Regions from separate parts of the Sus scrofa genome. Here region 2 is linked to region 1. A link is a contact called in public Hi-C data. All regions are on one chromosome and are shown on one strand. Each heading gives the region's core, a stretch centred on a gene start, on an enhancer-like site or on the middle of the called end of the contact. The rest is flanking DNA. Distances are from core to core; before and after follow the strand shown.

The links. Hi-C and Micro-C count contacts between places; a contact is called where the count stands out from the background.
Region 2: a Hi-C map of embryonic fibroblasts shows a contact between it and region 1, with 2.2 times the contacts expected there. The contact joins two enhancer-like sites. A contact is called at or near these places in 5 of 47 Hi-C or Micro-C datasets (adipocytes, embryonic fibroblasts and fibroblasts) and 1 of 2 datasets of contacts at active chromatin or transcription factors (skeletal muscle).

The regions. Positions count from the first base shown.
Region 1 is chr11:47,972,849-47,979,332 of Sscrofa11.1, forward strand. The region is part of intron 2 of LMO7 (LIM domain only protein 7); the gene reads left to right. Among named protein-coding and RNA genes, the nearest start is that of LMO7, 65 kb to the left of the region's middle. Within about 2 kb of position 4,378, at least 4 of the 83 cell types and tissues checked have an H3K27ac peak or open chromatin away from gene starts, as enhancers often do. A contact at or near this core is called in embryonic fibroblasts, where this site is marked.
Region 2 is chr11:48,056,022-48,062,052 of Sscrofa11.1, forward strand. All of the region lies in intron 5 of LMO7 (LIM domain only protein 7), which reads left to right. Among named protein-coding and RNA genes, the nearest start is that of LMO7, 150 kb to the left of the region's middle. Within about 2 kb of position 3,725, at least 25 of the 83 cell types and tissues checked have an H3K27ac peak or open chromatin away from gene starts, as enhancers often do. A contact at or near this core is called in embryonic fibroblasts, where this site is marked.

The DNA of each region.
Region 1 (6,484 bases), core at 3,128-5,627:
AATCTATTGTATGTTCCCAAATCAATTTTGAAAACACATCAAGCTCTTAGAGAATTAATAAAGGAGACAAAGTAATGGTGTTCTGTTACTTAAAAAAATTTTCTTCAGCTGTATTGAGGTATAATTGACAAAAAATCGTAAGATATTTATCTTTTTGTTTTCACCAAATGTAGCTTGATGTTGTGTTTTTAAGCTATTTTGTGGATTTAAAAAAATTGTTCTTGGATCTAGCCATTAAAAATAGAGGACAGGAGTTTCCGTCATGGTGCAGCGGAAACAAATCTGACCAGGAGCCATGAGTTTGAGGGTTCGATCCCTGGCCTCGCTCGGTGTAGGTCGCAGATGCAGCTCGGATCTGGTGTTGCTGTGGCTGTGGTATAGGCTGGTGACTACAGCTCCAATTCGACCCCTAGCCTGGGAACCTCCATATGCCGCGGGTGCAACCCTAGAAAGACAAATAAAAAAATAAAAATAGAGGACAGTGATCTCCCGCTGCAGTTTATACTTCTGCAGTACCAGGAACTTGCCAGCAGGTGGTAGCAGAGAACAGTAACTGATTTCCTGCATGGTTTCCTTTGATTTCCAATAAAGAACCAAAGGAAGCATATAGAGTTGTCAGCTCTAGTGATGATTTAGTCCCAATTTTTTTCTTAGAAGGAAATCAAGACTCATGAGAGCTCTAGATACCTAAAGATACCTAAAGCACTCTTTATCAGAAACCATTCTGATAAATAGTTATCAGTTCTTGGCCAGACTCTGTATGGGCATTTCTGGGAAGTTGGACTTCCAGGCGTCCTGTTTGAATCAGGATCACTTAGAGAAGGGCCTGGGAGCTGTCGTGTATCACAAGCACCACAAGTGATTCTAGAATGTGCTGAATTCTGAGTCAACGAGTGAGAGTCCTTCCTATGGGGCAGGAGTCATACAGGGCCTTGGGGATACAGTGAAAAAAATCTCTTGTAGCTTCCAAGTGACATGCCGTGGGGCCAACCCGGTGGTGACCTGGAGCTGGGAAGGGCGGGGGTGGCAGATGCGAGTGAAGGGTCTGTCGCCATCTGGAGAGTGTGTTCTCTCCGGGGCTGCCTGTCCTTAACTCTGGGCAGCCAGTCGTGGCTCTGAGGGAATACATGCCCAGCACTGCCAGACGCTTTCTTTTTAAAAGAGAAGCTGATAATCCATGAGGACTCAGTTTCAAGCCCTGGCCTTGCTCAGTGGGTTAAGGATCCAGCGTTGCTGTGAGCTGTGGGGTAGGTTGCAGACACAGCTCAGAATCCCAGTTGCTTCGGCTGTGGTGCAGTCCGGCAGCTGTAGGTCTAATTTGACCCCTAGCCTGGGAACTTCCATATGAGGCCCTAAAAAGACAAAAAAAAAAAAAAAATTATTAATGCTTCAAATTTTATAGTCTTGAAACAAATCATTCCAATAAGAAGAGGTGAAATTATTACCCAGCCAAGGATATTTTAAACTAAGATTAGACATGTTATGAAGCCCTCAGCAATATCTACTTTTTTTTTTTTTTTGTCTTTTTTAGGGCTGTACCCGCAGCATACAGAGGTTCCCAGGCTAGGGGTCTAATCAGAGCTACAGCTGCTGGCCTGGGCCACAGTCGCAGCAACTCGGAATCCGAGCTGTGTCTGTGTGTCTGCAACCTACACCACTGCTCATGGCAACGCTGGATCCTCGACCCACTGAGCGAGGCCAGGGATCAAATCCATATCCCATGGATATCAGTTACCACTGATCCATAAAGGGAACTCCAGCAATATCTACTTTTGAGATAATCTGGAACTTTGTTGATCTATTAAGGCCCTAGGAGAAACTTTGTTCTTACAAGTTGTTGGAGGAAAACCGATTTCTTAATCCTTCTGTTGTGGGGATGATAATTAATTGACAGCAGAGGCTAAGGTGGAGGCTCTGTATATAAGCTGTTTTCTATGGCTCTCTTTGTACACCTTACATGCGTTTTCTGTTTTGAAACCATGTGAGTAAAGTTTATTTTAAAAAGGTCGTAAGTACACTTAAGAAAACTTAGGGTCATGGAATTGTTTAGCTATAATGCAAAGATGATACATTTAAAAATAGAAAGATGCAAATACATAAAAGGAAGTATAATTAGAACATTTCTGTAAGTGAGGTAGTGGGCTAAAAATTTCACTTCGCAAATTTAGACTTAGGCCTATGAAATTATATGTAACCTTTAGGGGAGATAGGGATTTAGGGAGATAGTGCAGATTACGGTAGTAGCTTAATTTATTTATTCATATTCATTTATTTTTTTTGTCTTTTCTAGGGCCACACCTGTGGCATATGGAGGTTCCCAGCCTAGGGGTCTAATCGGAGCTGTAGCCGCTGGCCTACACCAGAGCCACAGTAACGCTGGATCCAAGCCACATCTGTGACATACACCACAGCTTATGGCAACGCCGGATCCTTAACCCACTGAGCGAGGCCAGGGACCGAACCCACAACATCATGGTTCCTAGTCAGATTGGTTAACCATTACGCCACCAAGGGAACTCCAGTAGCTTAATTTATATTGAACTTCTTTTGTATATAGGTTATAAGATGGTATTGAAGGCCTTTTTAAAAATCATCTTTTTTTTTTTTTTTTGGCTTTTTAGGGCTGCGCTTGAAGTATATGGAGATTCCCAGGCTAGGGGTCGAATTGAAGCTGTAGCCGTTGGCCTTCACCACAGCCACAGCAGCACCAGAACCAAGCTGAGTTGCAACCTACACCACAGCTCACTGCAACGCCGGATCCTTAACCCACTGAGCAAGGCCAGGGATTGAACCTGCATCCTCATGGATACTAGTCAGATTTGTTTCCGCTCAGCTACAATGGGAACTCATGGATATGTGTTTTTATTTCTCTTGGGTACATACCTAGAATAAACTGTAACTATCTCATTGGTTTTTTTTTTTTTTGCCATTTCTTGGGCTGCTCCCGCGGCATATGGAGGTTCCCAGGCTAGGGGTGGAATCGGAGCTGTAGCCACCGGCCTACGCCAGAGCCACAGCAACACGGGATCCAAGGCATGTCTGCGACCCACACCACAGCTCATGGCAACACCGGATCCTTAATCCGCTGAGCGAGGCCAGGGACTGAACCCGCAACCTCATGGTTCCTAGTCGGATTTGTTAACCACTGAGCCACGGCGGGAACTCCTGTAACTATCTCTTTGTTTCTTAGAAATGTGTTGTCAAGTGGAAGGAAGCTGACAAATGAATGGGTACCAGAAGGATGACATTGTCAGCTTGCAGCAAGGATCCATCAAGAATCATTTAGGCAGTCCAGTATCACGGGTCGCTTCAACTCCATCCCTTAATACTGAACTTACACTGGGGGAGTAAAGCATACCCTAAGTCCCAGGGATGAAACTATCAATTTGAAGTTCCTATAAAATAAGTGGTGACTCTCACCTGAGATACAGACACACAGTTTCCCAAAATGAATGCTTCCCACAGTGATGACTCTCATGGTAATTCACTGGGAGATAAGCAGGTAATTGTTGAGACTTGCTAATGTGTGTGGGAGACATTTCTGCACCGAACAATGATGTCTCCTGACTCTTGAGAACCCATGATTATATTAAGCATTTGAACTCTATTTGAAATATCCTGATAATGGATATTCACAGCTACATGCGCCTTGTGTTTTGTTTATTTAAAAGCTCCTTGATCTAGGAGAAAAAAGGTATGCACTAGACTAGGTGTTGGGTGGACTTTTTTCCCCTTGCAGTATTTTCCTTATTGTTTGCAACAGCACAAATTTGGAGTGTGAACCAGTATTTATGGACAAAATGTATTTATACTTTATTCTTTCGAAGTCGTTTTTGTGATTGTTAGCAGAACAAAGGATAGCTGTAAACCTGAGAGCATTTTTGTGTGTGATGTTTTTGGTGAATTTAACTAGCTGCTAATGGGGCTCAGGTTGTCTTAGATCTTGTATCTGGATGAAACTGGCACATAAAATTGTCAGCCCTGGAGCAAATCTTCCTTTCTTCCCTTGGTTTTATTTAGTTCTTTCCAGTTGTTTTCCATTGGTGGCTTATTAGTGGTTGTGGTTTAGCAAAAATAACTGGAGACTGTAAGCTAAGAGTTGGTAATGGTATCAGGATGTGGCTGCTTCTCCTGGACCAGAAATCATGTTGAAACTCATTTTTTTTTTTGCAGCCCCCCCCCCCCCCCCCCGCCCCTGCCACATCTAAGTGTACCTGGCATTTGGCCTAATGATGATGGAGTGAGAATTTGGAGTGTTTATGAGGACAGTTGGCTTTTAATTATCCAGGAGCTGTGTTCTTTTCTATCTGTCTCTCCTTCCTGGCTGTGTGAAGCCACGGGGCCCTTCCTAGGGGAGAGGTGGGAGGAGTAATTTGCACTCGCCACTGAGACCCAGGGCTTGTCGTGGGCAGCAGGGCAGAAAATGTTTAGATTTTTGACCACTATGAGATGTTGGATTCCATTCAGAATTCAGTGATCTGTGCAATTCTGATACCACTCTTGGAAGACTGTGAGTTGGCTTTGGTTTTGCTATCAGATGATGTTAGCATTGGCAAAAATTGTCCTGGTATACGCTGGGGATATTATGTAGTCCAAAGCCAAATCTTAAGAGGGGCTTGGAAATTATGCTGCTTGAGGCAGTGTTATTTTGCTGAATATACAAGTTAAACAAGAACATGCTGAAATTCAAAGGGTGAGCCGCATTTTAGAGAGATGCCTAGGCTCAAAATGCCATTTTGACCACAAATTTCAAAACAGGGTTGGACTTTTTAAGTGGAATTTCCAAGAATTGCTTCATCTTACTTTTACATTCCTAGTGCCGGCATCATGTCAGGTATGCACATAGCAGTTGTCATTACATGATTTTTTATTTTTTAAATTAAAAAATTTTAAATTATTTATTTATTTGTCTTTTTAGGACAATATCTCGGCAAATGGGGGTTCCCAGACTAGGGGTCAAATTGGAGCTGTAGCTGCCGGCCTACACCACAGCAGCTCGGGATCCGAGCCATGTTTGTGAGCTATACCACAGCTCACGGCAATGCTGGATCCTTAACTCACTGAGTGAGGCTGAGGATGAACCTGCGTCCTCATGGATACTAGTCAGGTTTGTTTCCCTGAGCCACTACAGGAACTCCCACATGATTTCTTAAATAAATGAGTAGCTTAATACTTTCTTAGTATCTTAGTTGAGAGTAATAAAGATAATTTATTTTATTCATTATTTAAAATATTTTTTATTGGAGTGTAGTTGATATACAAGGTTGTGTTAGTTTCATGTGTACAGTAATTTCAGTTATACATGTACTTACATCCATTCTTATTCAGATTCTTTACCCATATAGGTTATTACAGAATCTTTTTTATTTTATTTAATTTTTTAATTTTTTTACTTTTTGTGTTTTCAGGGCTGCACCTGTGGCATATGGAGGTTCCCAGGGTAGGGGTCTAATTGGAGCTGTAGCTGCTGGCCTATGCCAGAGCCACAGCAATGCCAGATCTGAGCCAAATCTGTGACCTACACCACAGCTCATGGCAGTGCCAGATCCTCAACCCACTGAGCGAGGCCAGGGATCGAACCCGCAACCTCATGGTTCCTAATCAGATTTGTTAACCACTGCACCACAACGGGAACTCCTATTACGGAATCTTAAGTTGAGTTTCTTATGCTATACAGAAGGTCTTTGTTGGCTGTTTTATGTATAGTAGTGCATGTTTATTTATACAAACCTCCTAATATATCTCTCCCCCCCTTCCCCCTTTGGTAACCAAGGAAAGATAATTGAAAAGGAAAGTTGAATTCTAATATATTCCTTAGTCTGGAAGAAATTGACGTAACAAATCAGTATGAAAAGCTCTTCACCCTGAGGTTTTCATCTGAGAATATTCCCTCTTGATGAGCTGCATCTCTGGAGTGACGTGTTTCTGTGGACTCCCGTATGTGTTTGTTCTTGGGCTGTTGACAAAACCAGGGTCGGTGATTTTGGGATTAGAGGCAGGCTCTTCCTCGGAGACACAACCAATCCCCACTCCTCCCATACCCATGAAATTTAGCCATTGGTTTTGCCTTTTTATTTTATTTTATTTTTCTGGTCTTGTTCTTCCTTGCTTAAAATGTTTGTGGTGCAGATATTCATAGGAAGAGTAATTAGATTTAACATAAAGGATGAGTATGTGTATGCTGTATCTCAGCCAATGAGAAGTTGGGTAAGGCAGTCCTGCCCTGGAGAGTAGGCAGAGTAGGCTGGGATGGAGCGGGGAGGTTCTGAATTACGTCGTAAAGGTCACGCAGTGTTTTCATAGACTTTCTCATTGGATGTTCCCTGCCTGTTAGGTAGGGACTGACCTCGGTCTTAACGCAAGCAGCTGTGTTGTAACTCGGTTTCCTGCGTCAGAATGGGGTAAGAGTGTCTACCGCATAGGGATGCTGTGGAGATGCAGGGAGATGGTGCCCGAAGGAAACCGTGAGTGTTGGTTGTCCTAA
Region 2 (6,031 bases), core at 2,475-4,974, 83 kb after region 1:
CTTCATTGGTATTTTCAGGACATTACATCCAAAAAAAATCAGAACATATATTCTTTTCAAGTGCACATGGAACGTTCTCAAGGATTGACCACATACAAGGGCACAAAGCTAGCCTCAACAAACTTGAGAGTATAGAAATTATTTCAGGTATCTTCTCTGACCACAATGGCATGAAACTAGAAATCAAACAAGGGAAAAAAAAATGATTAAAAAAACTGACTACATGGAGACTAAACAGCATGCTACCAAAAAACCGATGGGTCAGGAGTTCCTGTTGTGGCGCAGTGGTTAACGAATCCGACTAGGAACCATGCGTGAGGTTGTGGGTTCAATCCCTGGCCTTGCTCAGTGGGTTAAGGATCCAGTGTTGCCGTGAGCTGAGGCATAGGTTGCAGATGTGGCTCGGATCCTGCGTTGCTATGGCTCTGGCGTAGGCCGGTGGCTACAGCTCCGATTTGACCCCTAGCCTGGGAACCGCCATATGCCGTGGGAGTGGTCCCAGAAAAGGCAAAAAGACAAAAAACAAAACAAAACAAAAAACCAATGGGTCAACGAGGAAATCAAAAGGGAAATTCAAAATATCTCGAGACAAACTGCCAGCTTCTCATGCTTCATGTTTGAGAAACACTGACTTGGACAGTTCTTCACGTGGCACATTATTGTTCCACTCTCATGATGCTGAAGACGAGAAGATTGATACTTGTAGTCAAATTTCATATTAGCTTTGCTGAATGTGGGCTCAAAAGTCTGGAAGGGCACTGGGACATCTAGCTCAGCCTTCTCCTAAATTGTGTTCTTTTGCAACGTTGGTGGTTTTGATGAAATTTTTGTTGATTCTTTTTTCTTCCTTTGAGGAGAAGTAGTTAGTCATTTAGTAATTGTCTGTATGTGTATAAGATATTATAAGGGTTAAGAAAATAATAGTCATGAGTTCCTGTCGAGGTACAGTGGAAACAAATCCCACTAAGAACCATGAGGTTCCAGGTTTGATCCCTGGCCTCTCTTAGGGGGTTAAGGATCTGATGTTGCTGTGAGCTGCGGTGTAGGTCACAGACATGGCTTGGATCTGGCGTTGTTGTGGCTGTGGTGTAGGCCGGTTTGGCTACAATTTTGATTAGATCCCTAGCCTGGGAACCTTCGTATGCCGCGAGTGCGGCCCTAAAAAAAAAAAAAAAAAAAAAAAGGGCAAAAGACAAAAAACAGAAAAGAGAAGAATAGTCATTCCTCAGCGCTCCTTCTCCTCCCCCACCCAACAACATTTTGACTGCTCCCTCTGCCTCGATCTCCTTGCCTCTGGCATGCTGCTCCCATCACACTGGCTGGTCCTTCTGTCTGCTTGGCTGGTTTCTCCTCTACTTCTTTGCCCTTATGTGCTGGGTTTTCCAGGCCTCAATCCCCAGACCTCTTCTCTAGCTACACTAATTTTCCAGCTACTATCTCATTGTAGTTTTATGACTTTACGTGTCATCTCTGTGCTGACGACTCCCCAGATTATATCTCCAACCTAGATTTTTAGCTTGGTCATCCAACCTGTATGTCTTAATCACCAGTTTCTTCACATGTCTATTTTGTCTCTTGAGTGTCTCAAACTTCCTACGTCTAAAACCAAAACCTGGAGTTCCCGTTGTGGCTCACTGGGTTAAGAACCTGACTAATATCCATGAGGAGGTGGGTTCCATCCCTGACCTCTCTCAGTGGGTTAAGGATCTGGTGTTGCTGCAAGCTGCAGCGTAGATTGCAGATGCAGTTAGGATCTGATGGTGCCATGGCTGTGGCATAGGCCTTGGCTGCAGCTCCAGTTTGCCCCCTAGCCACAGAAGTTAAATGTGCCACCGGTGTGACCCTAAAAAGGAAATAAGTAAATCCAAAGCCACCTGGCATCGTTACCTACAGGGGAAGCCTGTAATTGACACCCCCTCCGGTCTCTTCTCAGTTCATTTGATATAATTAAAGGTCATAACTCCATTCGGGACAGAGAACATACATAATGGATGCTGAATTCTTTACTAAATCAAGAATTGTCTCTTTCTGGGTTCCAATCTAACAGGGGCACATGCATGCTGGAGTCTCAGTTGTGAAACCAGCAAACATATTCCATGAAATAGAAGAATTACATAAAGAGTCTGTCACTGAATGAGTTAGAAACAAAACCCACCTTTCAGCTCCTGTAGCAACACTCTTCAATTTCATTATTTAAGTGGAACTGTGCGCCAGTGTCTTTGAATGCCTGTGGGTTTTTTTCCCCTTTCTCTTTAAGTGAAACTTAGCTATTCTTAGAAGTGTGTGGGAGGGGTGTGAAATTTAATCACAAATTATTTTTCATGAGAAGGTCCTTACTCATTTGTCATGTTTGGAATAAGCATTATGTTGCCAGGGCAGAAACTGTTGAATTTCGAAGTTTTTTCTCACCTAGGTAAGGACAGGCATCACCAGGCTTATCCCTTTGTGCTCGCTAATTATCTCCAGAGAGTGCTGTTGTCTCAAGTGCCATTTTTACAGTTTCCACAGGCAGGTAGAGCTGTATTTTGTAGCAATGGCAGATTAAAAGCTCTGTGTCACATGTGCCTGACATTACTGGCAGATTGTCAAATGGAATACAGTTTCGTTTTTAGGGATGGAAGTGGGAGGAAAGGAAGAATTTCAACTTCATTTTCTAAACTGCAGCTAAGTTTTGGAGAGAAGGCAAGAATAGTGCAGTATTCCGAGAATTCATCTTCAACTTTCATCTACACATCTCTCCCGCTTTCTGTTCCACAGTCATTAGAGAAAGATTCGCTCTATTTTAAGCAATGCCAGGATGAGCTTCCATGAATAAAAATGGCTGTTAATAGCAAAAGGAGCCACTGCCTGATTCCTAACTTCCTTCTTTGCTTCCTGCATTTGGCATAACAACAGGGCCTTCCCTTAGAGGCAGTAGTGTGAGAAATTAATTTTCTCACTGTGCTTCTTAAAATTTCAGGAAGTTCCCATTGTGGCCAGCAGAAAGGAACCCGACTAGTATTCATGAGGATTCGGGTTTGTCCCTGGCCTCACTCAGTGGGTTAAGGATCTGGCGTTGCCTTGAGCTGTGGTGTAGGTCGCAGACTCGGCGTAGATCCTGTGTTGCTGTGGCTGTGGTAGCAACAGCTCCATTTAGACCCCTAGCCTGGGAACTTCCATATGCCTTGGGTGCAGCCCCCCCAACCCCCCCCAAAAAAAACCAAAAATTTTTTTTTTTACTCAGTATCCTGAGCAAACCCAATAGTTCCTCCTTTCCTCCCATTTGGAGGCAGATCATCTTGTTTCTTATAAAAACGATGCCCCTGCTGTCATGAGGAGAGCATCTGCTCTGAATTGTCTCAGTCGTTCCCCCTCCCCCGGCCACACACATGTGTCCTCCCTAACCCCAGATACATCTGACAGATTGAAGGCAGATAAAGTCCACATGCTTTTTCTGCTTGTGACGCCTTATGAAATCATAATTCAGGACCTCATTTCTTGCCTTTTTTTTTTTTTTTTTAAAGTTGTGAACAGGTGGCCAGACTTCATAAGCAGCAACTGGAGGGCAGGGATTACTTAGTGGCTTGGAGAGAGACCAAGTGTCTTGCGAGCCCAGTGTCTCTAACATCAACCCCATTTCCCAAGCAGCAGAGTCCGGTCAGTTGGTGCCTCGCAGGGCAGGGCAGGGCATGGCTAGAACTGCCTCTGGGAGGGGTGGGTCCACGCCTTCCTCTGGGAAGCAGCCTCAGGAAGTGCATGCCTAGGGACATAGTCACCCAGTGAGTCGCAGTTGTTCTGAGGAGCAAAGGTGGACGCTTACTTGGGGCCAAGAAAAGGAGATGACGGAGACTGCAGGATTACGGACAAAAAGCAGGATGAGTGTGTGGCAGCAGGGAGGAGACCACGTGGGCGAGGAAGTTCCACTGGAGACTTTTATTGAATTCTAGGTTCCTTGTAGCCGGAGAAGCTTGGGATGGTGGCAGGGGTGCCAGACCTCTCCTCTTTCCTGTTAGGATGTAGGGAAGTCTTCCCCGGGGCACTTGGGGCAAAGCTACTCCTGTTCTATCAGAAACCCCAGCCTGAGTTTTTAATCACACATTTCCTTGTATGATGCTTCACTGAGATAGCTGTATTTGATCTTCCCCGAAGTTGGCGTGGGCAGCATGGGGGCTCAGATTTGGGGAGAGAAAATGATTTTGGAGCAGGGCAAATTCAGTGCTTAGGGGATTGTGATATCGGGGCAGAACGTGAGAAGTCTTCTTTGTGCGGGGCTGCCAGTGCAGAAGTTGGCACCTTGAAGAGAAGGGACATCAAGATATGGAGGAAGAACGTTCAAAGAGAAGTGGGGATTCGGTATTATTTTCATTTTTTATTTTTTGGTCTTTTTTAGGGCCGCACCTATGCCACATGGAGGTTCCCAGGCTAGGGATTGAACTGAATAGCTACAGCTGCTGCTGGCCTACACCACAGCCACAGCAACACCAGATGTGAGCCGCATCTGTGACCTAGCCCATGGCAATGCTGGATCTTTAACCCCAGTGAGCGAGGCCACGGATCGAACCTGCGTCTTCATGGATGCTAGTCAGATTTATTTCTACCGAGCCATGATGGGAACTCCTGGAATTCAATTTTAAACTCTGTGAAGCTTTATCTTTTTCTGTGATTAGCATTTATTTTCTTTTTTAAATTTTATTTATTTATTCAGTCATTTATTTATTTTCTTTTTGGCTTCACCTGTGGCATGTGGAAGGAAGTTCCTGGGCCAGGGATTAGACCCGACCCACAGCAGTGACAACACCGATCCCAACCCATTAGCCAGAGGGCATTCCCATGAGGTTGTATCTGATTTGGGGGAAAATTTCCTCCATCTCTTTGTCCTTGATCTGGCCCAGTGAGTGGCTCAGAGTAGCACCTATGAACATTTGAAGGCTCAGTGGCTCTTGGCCAGGCCTCTGGTTGACCCCAGGGGTACAGTTGTGAGTCAGGTGTGGTTGCAGTCCCCCAGAAGAGACTCTAGGAAAAGCTGAGGTGGGTGTTTGCATGTGGGCCCGGGGTTAGCTCTTTGGTTAAACAGAAGGCATTTTTTTTTGATGGAGCCCTGTGACATAGCTGGCTGCCCCAAACTGTAGTAAAACTAGAATCTCTTTCTTTAATACTCTGTTCCCAAACTGTGCTATCGGATATGAGGGCGGTAGATTTTGTCCATGTAGGCACATTTTTTTTTTTTTTTTTCCCCTCAGATTTTGAGATTTTGGAAAATTGAAGGGCATTGGCCAGGGCAGTCCCTAGTGGGTGAAGGCGGGGTGAGGAGGGCTGGCTGGAGGCCATTGTGGATGTTTGGCCAGCAGCAGAGATACCATGATAGTTTGCCTTATCCTTGGGTTGACCTTACTCTCGGCATAATTTCTTATTCAGAGCCTCCCAGAGAACGAGGGAAAGGAAAGCAGAACATGAAAGAGTGTCTTGAATTCTATTTCCTAGACATGTCTCTTGTAGGGGGAAAACGTTGCGTGTGGGGAAACATGAGAGCCCTCTGGGCGTTTCCCTTCCACCCAATGGCGTGGTGGGAATGGAGAGCTGGAGACAGTCTTGACGTGTCTCCTTTACGCATCTGCTTGGGTTCAGTACTTTGCGGATGTTTGCTTTCAGCCCAACGAGATGGGTATGTGGTTTCCCAGCAAGACTGTGGAGACCGAGTGAAGTACCATGATCGTGTCTGACAGCTAGTTAAAGTGGAGCTAGTTAAAGTTTACACCTTCTTCACCCAGCTGCCGCCTCATGGAAGAAGCTGGCTTTGGATCTCCCAATGAGAGCCAGAGCCTCCATGTAGATTTTATTTCCCTCGTCCTTTGGTTAGAGACGGTGCTTTTTTTTTTTTTTTTTTTTTTTTCCCTTTTTTTTTTCTAGGGCCACACCTGCAGCATATGGAAGTTCCCAGGCTAGGGGTTGAATTGCAGCTGTAGCCACCAGCCTACACCAGAGCCACAGCAATGCCAGATCTGAGCCATGTCTGCGATCTGCACCACAGCTCACGGCAACACCGAATCCTTAA